Linked DNA regions of Arachis hypogaea: region 2 is linked to region 1. The links are chromatin contacts, called in public Hi-C maps. All regions are on one chromosome and are shown on one strand. Each heading gives the region's core, a stretch centred on a gene start, on an enhancer-like site or on the middle of the called end of the contact. The rest is flanking DNA. Distances are from core to core; before and after follow the strand shown. Region 1 holds the start of LOC112710718. Region 2 holds the start of LOC112710719.

Region 1 (3,409 bases), core at 587-3,086:
AAGGCAAACTCCGCATCTGCAATTGATACAAATCATACGGTCAACAAATTCAAGACTTGAAATAACAAGATGCTTTCATATTTGATTAAAACAGACCAAGTACATCAGTATTAACACACCCTCCATGGATTCTTTAAATTTCGCGAGTTCTTTTCTAGATGTTGCTCGGCGTGAGTATGCTTTTATGTAACGATCATCGAGATTTAAGGCCTCTGTACAGTCATCCTCAGCCTCTTGGAATCTACAAACAAAAACAAATAGGTGATGCATGTAACAAAATACCACTTCAGGAAAAGAAGTGCCCTACAATAGCTTTAGTATGGTGATAGACCAATTAACCCTTTATAGAATTTTTTTCCCCTTAAAAAAATGTTCTATTAAAAATTCCACCAACTTTAATTTTATATATATATAATATATAAATTTATAAAGATAAAGAAAAGTGAGTTTATTGAGCTTGCCTTCTGAGCTTGATATAGGCCATTGCTCTATTTGCATATGCTACAGCTGTAGGCGAGAAGGCAATGCTTCTTGAATAGCAGTCTATAGCTTCCTTATATTTTTTCTGCTTGAAATACTCATTACCCTGGAAAATACAGATGAGGTTGCAGCAGCAGCATACAGGACAGAAAACTAAGATCAGTCCATCATATCCTAAAGTCCTAATTCATCAAGAAAATAAAACATGATGAAAATTTGGGAAAGCTACACATAGGATGCTTCCTACCAGATCTTTCTCGGACACGGCGTCAGGGATATCTTCGGAAACAAAACTACTAGTCACACGGCTAAATGGATCATTATACTGTCGAGAGTTACTTCTTGCATTATCAAAAGAAAGAGTATCGCGCCTTGAGGACCCCAATCCAGTATTTTGAGAAGCTGAATCCTTTATAAATTGCAGTCAAAATATTATACATCATAAATACATTTGTTCATCAATGTTCCCACACATGCACATGAACATAAAAATAAAAACAAACACAATATAAGCAACAGAGAAATGAGAGAATAAGGTATAAACTCATTGCATGCAAAGAAACACTGAACTGTTTTCAGCTGGTTTCTTGAAATATTCTTCCATTCTCTCAATAAAATCGAAACCGTATATACTCCATGTCTACATTTCCTTTGTGCTGAAACTGTGGAGGGAAGAAAATCCCAACCTAAAAAACAAAAATACCCCTAAAAACAACTACATCGGTTCTTGATCCCCCCTTTCCCCCGGGTTCATATTCCAGCCACATAATCCACACATTATATGAAAAAGATTGTGTTTGATACTGTAGTGTCTCCTAATCCTATGAACAGATACCCGATTACGCATAATCATGTAGATAAAATTAATTAGCTTCCACACTATGCAAAAAAAATATGAAGTTTCTACTCAAAGTTCAATAATTATGCAAGTAGAAAATTACCAACATTTTCCTTTTGAGGGTTTTTGTTCGTGTGTGGAGCTTCTTCGTGTTTTCGAGAAAGTTCCCAATCCTGCAAGTCGTTTAGGAAACCCTTGAAATCCTGTTTACAGAAACAAACGACAACAAGAAAGCTCCGATTAAAAGCGTTTCAGTAAGTAAGTTCCCTAAATACCAAGCTAAGAGGAGGAAGTGTTACCATGATTCTGAGGTGCTCCTTTCTCTTCACTTCACTAACACTTCCTGTTTAGCTGAGAAGCATCCAATAACAGTTGAGGAAGAAGGGGGGTACTTTTTTTTTTTTTTGAGGGTCAGACGGGGCACTTATTGGTTTATCAGAACAACAAATCTTTATGAAATTCGGCCTGTACATGAGCCCATCAAAATATTTTCAAGAAGATATACTGTTTTTGTTTCCAAAAACGAACTTTGATTTTGCAATGGATAATGGAAAATGTTAATAGGTAGAAAACCCAATACAATAGCTACAGGCTTGTTTTTAGTTTTTGAACACCCAATTTATAGATGATACTTTTTTTTGTGGTTAAGCAATCCACTCGTCTATTTAAACAAATGTCGAAGATTTAAATATTTGTTTACAAATGGATAGAGAACAGGTTAATATTTTATTTTTGTAAGTAAATTTGGATGAATGTGGAAGTATGTGAAGTTTGGATATTTTGAACTGTAAATTACAAAGAAAGTTAAAGTTGTTTGTCATTCAACTAAGTCCAAATTAAGATGAATTTTTAGCACGATAATAATTATTATATACACAATAGCTATTAACATAAACTAGCAAGAAGCTCGCGCATACGCGCAGGTGGGTGATTAAGTTTGAGCAATTAATAACACATATATATGAGAAAAAAATATAGAAATTAGATAATGATATGTTTGTCATCTACGCTTATGAAGCTTAGAAATATGATGAAAATGATGTAAAGAATAATTCTGAATTATGCATTAATTAAACATGGTTAATTAATATAAATACATGGCAAGAAAAGAAAATTTGATTGTTGATGCAAAAGTACACATTTTTCATTCTAAATTTGATAGTTGTGCTGCAATAAATGACATAAATACCAAGTAAGTTTGTAAATTAATAATGTGTACAACATATAGATAGAATGATAATGATAAAATTTGGTAAAATTTTAGAAAGAAAATATTGAGACATAAATAAGGAAGAAATAGTTAAAGAAAGAATTCATAGAAATTGAGAATATAATCCTTACCTATTGTGTGTGACACAATATGCTAAAATCAAATATTTCTGAAAACTTTATGATAAACGACATTGTTGATTTCAGTGTAATCATTTGAATTGTCATGAGAAATAACAATCTTCAGTCTATATTTGTTAGTAACTCTTGAAACTGCAACATATAGTTGGCCAGGTGTGAATACTGGCTGTTTAAGGAGTAACCCAACATAATCCAATGATTGTCCTTGACTTTTATTTATAGTCATGGCATATGAGAGCATCAAAGGAAATTGCCTTCATTGAAATTTAAATGGCAGTTTTGTATCCGAAAGAGTTAATGTCATCCTAGGTATAAAAACCTTTTCACCAATGTTAGATCCTGATAAGACTTCTGCTTCGATCACTTTGTTGCCAAACCATGTGATAACTAATCTAGTACTATTACAAAGGCCTTCTGAATGATCAATATTTCTAATAAGCATGACAGGACAACCTTGCCTAAAGCAAAGCTCATGATTTGGAAGTCCGGGAGATTTAATAGTTGCCGAAAATTCTGAAATGTGCATTGATAACCTATAGGGACCACACTTTATCCATCTTCTGAATGAGTAAGCTTTCCATCTCCTAAATTAAGGATTCACTGTGCAAATTCTTTACATTCTCTGACACTTTCATCTTCTATTGAAGACCCTAATATCATATTCTGAGTTAAACTTAATAACTTGCATTCATGCCATAGATAAGAGGAATTAATCGATGCATTAACAATATCTTGTCTATA
Region 2 (3,355 bases), core at 684-3,183, 230 kb after region 1:
ATTGCAATTTTGTATAATATAAAGATATTGCATCCTAAAAATATTGCTAAATACTAAATGACACACAAATTTGATATTTACACTTGTGTTGGAATTCATTTAGTAGTTAGGAGGATACCTTTGACCAAGTCATTGTTTCCATATCAAGCATACTAAGATCCCCATGATAGTGATCGCCACAATCTCCGCCATACACAACAAGCTTGTTGCCTATTGCAAGAGTTGTGTGACTGTCCCTGGGGACAGGGAATTCGCCTTTCAACAAAGGCGAACTCCATTTCATTGTTCTAAGGTCTAGAATGTGCAAATCATTCAAGTAGTTTGCCTCGCCTTCACCGCTACCACCAAAGATAACTATCTTCTTGTCACCAACAAGAGTGGCAGTGTGACTCTCCCTCGGCGAAGGAGGAGTCCCATGACACATTGGCCGAATCCACTCTTTCGTGACAAGGTCGAGGATGTGAGTGTCATTTACCTTCTTGAAGCCATCTGTGCCACCAAACACAATCATCTTGTTCCCAACAAGAACAGCACTGTGGCTATCTCTAGGTCCCGGCTTTTCGCCCGTGGTGGCGAGCTTGCTCCAGGCCATTTTCTCGAGGTCTAAACACACAACATCGCTGAAATGCAGCCCCCCACAACAGCCCTGAAAATGTGTTAAAACATACCATAATTATAATCATTTCAAACATAAACTTTTCAACAACGGCCTTCAAGGCAGTGTAACCAAAGTACAAGACTTGTATCATGTCAAGTATTGATCAAATAAACAGAATGGAAATTAGAAATTTAGAATATTCATGCATTTTCTTAATAAAAGTTATTTCTTTCAGTTAATCAAGTAATTCTTAACATGATAAAATTAGAGATTCTGCAATCTATACTTAAAACTAATTAACCATCAAGAGACGCCTAATTAAGAAAGTAATTACCTAAGATAAAATAACTTTAATTACTAACATTAAACTGATAAAATAAGAGTTTTCCAATAATTAAAAACTAAGCTAAAAATGACCTTAAGAAGGTTAATCTTGCTTAAAATGATAAAATGAGAGTTTTGCAATAATTAAAACTAACCAACATGAAACAAGAGTGAAGAGACATCAAAGTAATTAATTAAGATAGATATTCCTCAGAACTTTTTTTCACCCAAAAAAGAAAAAAAAAAGAAATAAGAAAATGAAGTTCTCAGATTTCAAAGGAATGGAAGAATGTTTCTATTGAAGTGCATGTTCTGGAAGTTTTGAAGCATAACACAAGGAGAGAAGAAGAGCAAGAACAACAACAAAAAAATGTGATTTTTTCTATATTAAGAAAGCAGAAAGATGATTGTCAAAAAAACAAGCATTGTCCCCACTAATTACAGAAAGAAATAAATAAAACATAGGTGATGAGATGAATGACGGAAAAAACTAAAATTCAGAGAAGAAAGTGTGTTTGGTTATTAGCCAAAGATAGAGAATAAAAAAAAAAAATAAACAAAGATTGGAAAGCAGAACTTGAGACAAGTTTAACCAAGTAATACTACTTATGATTATGAAAACTTTTCAGACATCATTAAATGACACAAAAGCACATTCTCAGTAGTAATTAGTAATAAAATAAGAACAAAAAAATACCCCAAAGATATACATAAGGGAATTGGAGAAGCAAGCAGAGTGACCCCATCTTTGAGAAGGATTGAAACCCAAAACCTTTGGATACAACCACATTGCTCCTTTCTTCTTCTTTGCTTCACTTTCAGCTACCATTGCCAAAGACCCCATTATGTTATTCTCCCTCTCTTTCTTTCTCTTTCTTTAATAATAAGTAGTAAGTGGTAGTAGTAGTAGTTAGTGTTATTTATTGAGTTGACAAGGATGAATAAGAAATGGAGAGAAAGAAAAAGATGAAGAAGTAGATGGACCCAAATGATGTATCAACTATCAATATCAATGTCAGTAAGCTAAGACATGAAAAGATGGCCTCTTTCAATTCCAAATCACTCCCAACTAACATACATACATATACATATATCTATACATACATATAAGTACACACATACTTACATGATTCTTGTCATTCTGAAAAAAACCACTTAAGACATTACTTTATTTTTTATTTTATTTTTTTGTAATTCATGCAATTGTGGTTATTTTAATAACGATATTTTTATATAAAATTTATATTATAAACTATTAGATAATTCAATTAAATATGTTTAATAGAATATATCAAATTATTTAATAATTTATAATATAATTTTTATATAAAAATATCTTCCTAAAAATAGTCACTTTATTAAATTAATTTCTTGTAAATTGGAGTATTATTGTCTTTTTATATATGACATCATGATGAAACGGGATATTAAGATATGATATGATATGATATGATATAAATGTATCTCCAAAAATTATAGTGGTTATATAATGTTAAAAATATTTAAAATATATTTTTAAAATTAAAATAGTATTATATTAATATTTAAAAATATTTATAATTTCAAAAATTAAAATTAAAAACTTATAAAAATATAAAAATTAATGTGATTTTCATTTTAAAAATATTGTTTTAGTATTTTCAAAATTCTATATCTAACATAATTATTGTAATAATGGCTACTACAAATTCCACCAATATATATATTAAAAAATATTAATAATTTTTTTATTTTCAGAAGTGTATTAAAATATTGCATTGCATATGTTTTTCTTATTTTTTTAATCTAAGTACAATTAAATGTATTTATGTACTAACCAAATGAAAATATATATTACTATTCCTGTCTAATATTTGCGGTTATTGAAAATTGTAGCAGAAAAATTTTGTTGGTTAGATGTAGAAGCACTATAATTGAATAATTTTATGAAATTAATTTTTTTTAAATATAATTGTAAAATTTATGAAAGTTATAAATTTCTGCAATACACTTTTTTTTTAGCTGTATTTAGAATTACGATGGTTTACATACCACTGTATTTTTTAAAAAAATCTATTAATTGTATTGCAGTGATTTTAAACTGTCGCAAAATAATTTAATCCTATTTTACGATAATTATACTAGTGGTTGCTAAAAATTGTCGTAAACACTAATTTCTGCACAATAATCCATACCAATTTATGAAACTGCTAGAATACATAAAGCGGTTTAAAACTGCCACAAATCCCAAAAACCGCTGCAATTTCTTCTGTGTGTTGAAGTGATATATAATTTACATTATAATAATTAAAGAATGAAATAAGCTAGAAACTAATTATAAAAGTTTAAAGTCAAATAAAATATGTATAAGATAATCACTATAAGCTCATCCACTAATGATATCTATTATTATGGTTATAGCAACATATAATATGGATAAGGATTTTTTTAGTT

What was found. Hi-C and Micro-C count contacts between places; a contact is called where the count stands out from the background.
Region 2: a Hi-C map of leaf shows a contact between it and region 1, with 2.5 times the contacts expected there. The contact joins the promoter of LOC112710719 here to the promoter of LOC112710718 in region 1. A contact is called at or near these places in 2 of 8 Hi-C or Micro-C datasets (both in leaf).

What each region holds. Positions count from the first base shown.
Region 1 is chr9:24,602,418-24,605,826 of arahy.Tifrunner.gnm2.J5K5, forward strand. LOC112710718 reads right to left here and starts at 1,837. Exons shown (of 12, transcript XM_025763104.3): 1 at 1,618-1,837; 2 at 1,422-1,521; 3 at 728-889; 4 at 462-586; 5 at 120-241; 6 at 1-16. The coding sequence starts at 1,427.
Region 2 is chr9:24,829,483-24,832,837 of arahy.Tifrunner.gnm2.J5K5, forward strand. It overlaps LOC112710719, which reads right to left and starts at 1,934. Exons shown (of 9, transcript XM_025763106.2): 1 at 1,620-1,934; 2 at 119-646. The coding sequence starts at 1,766.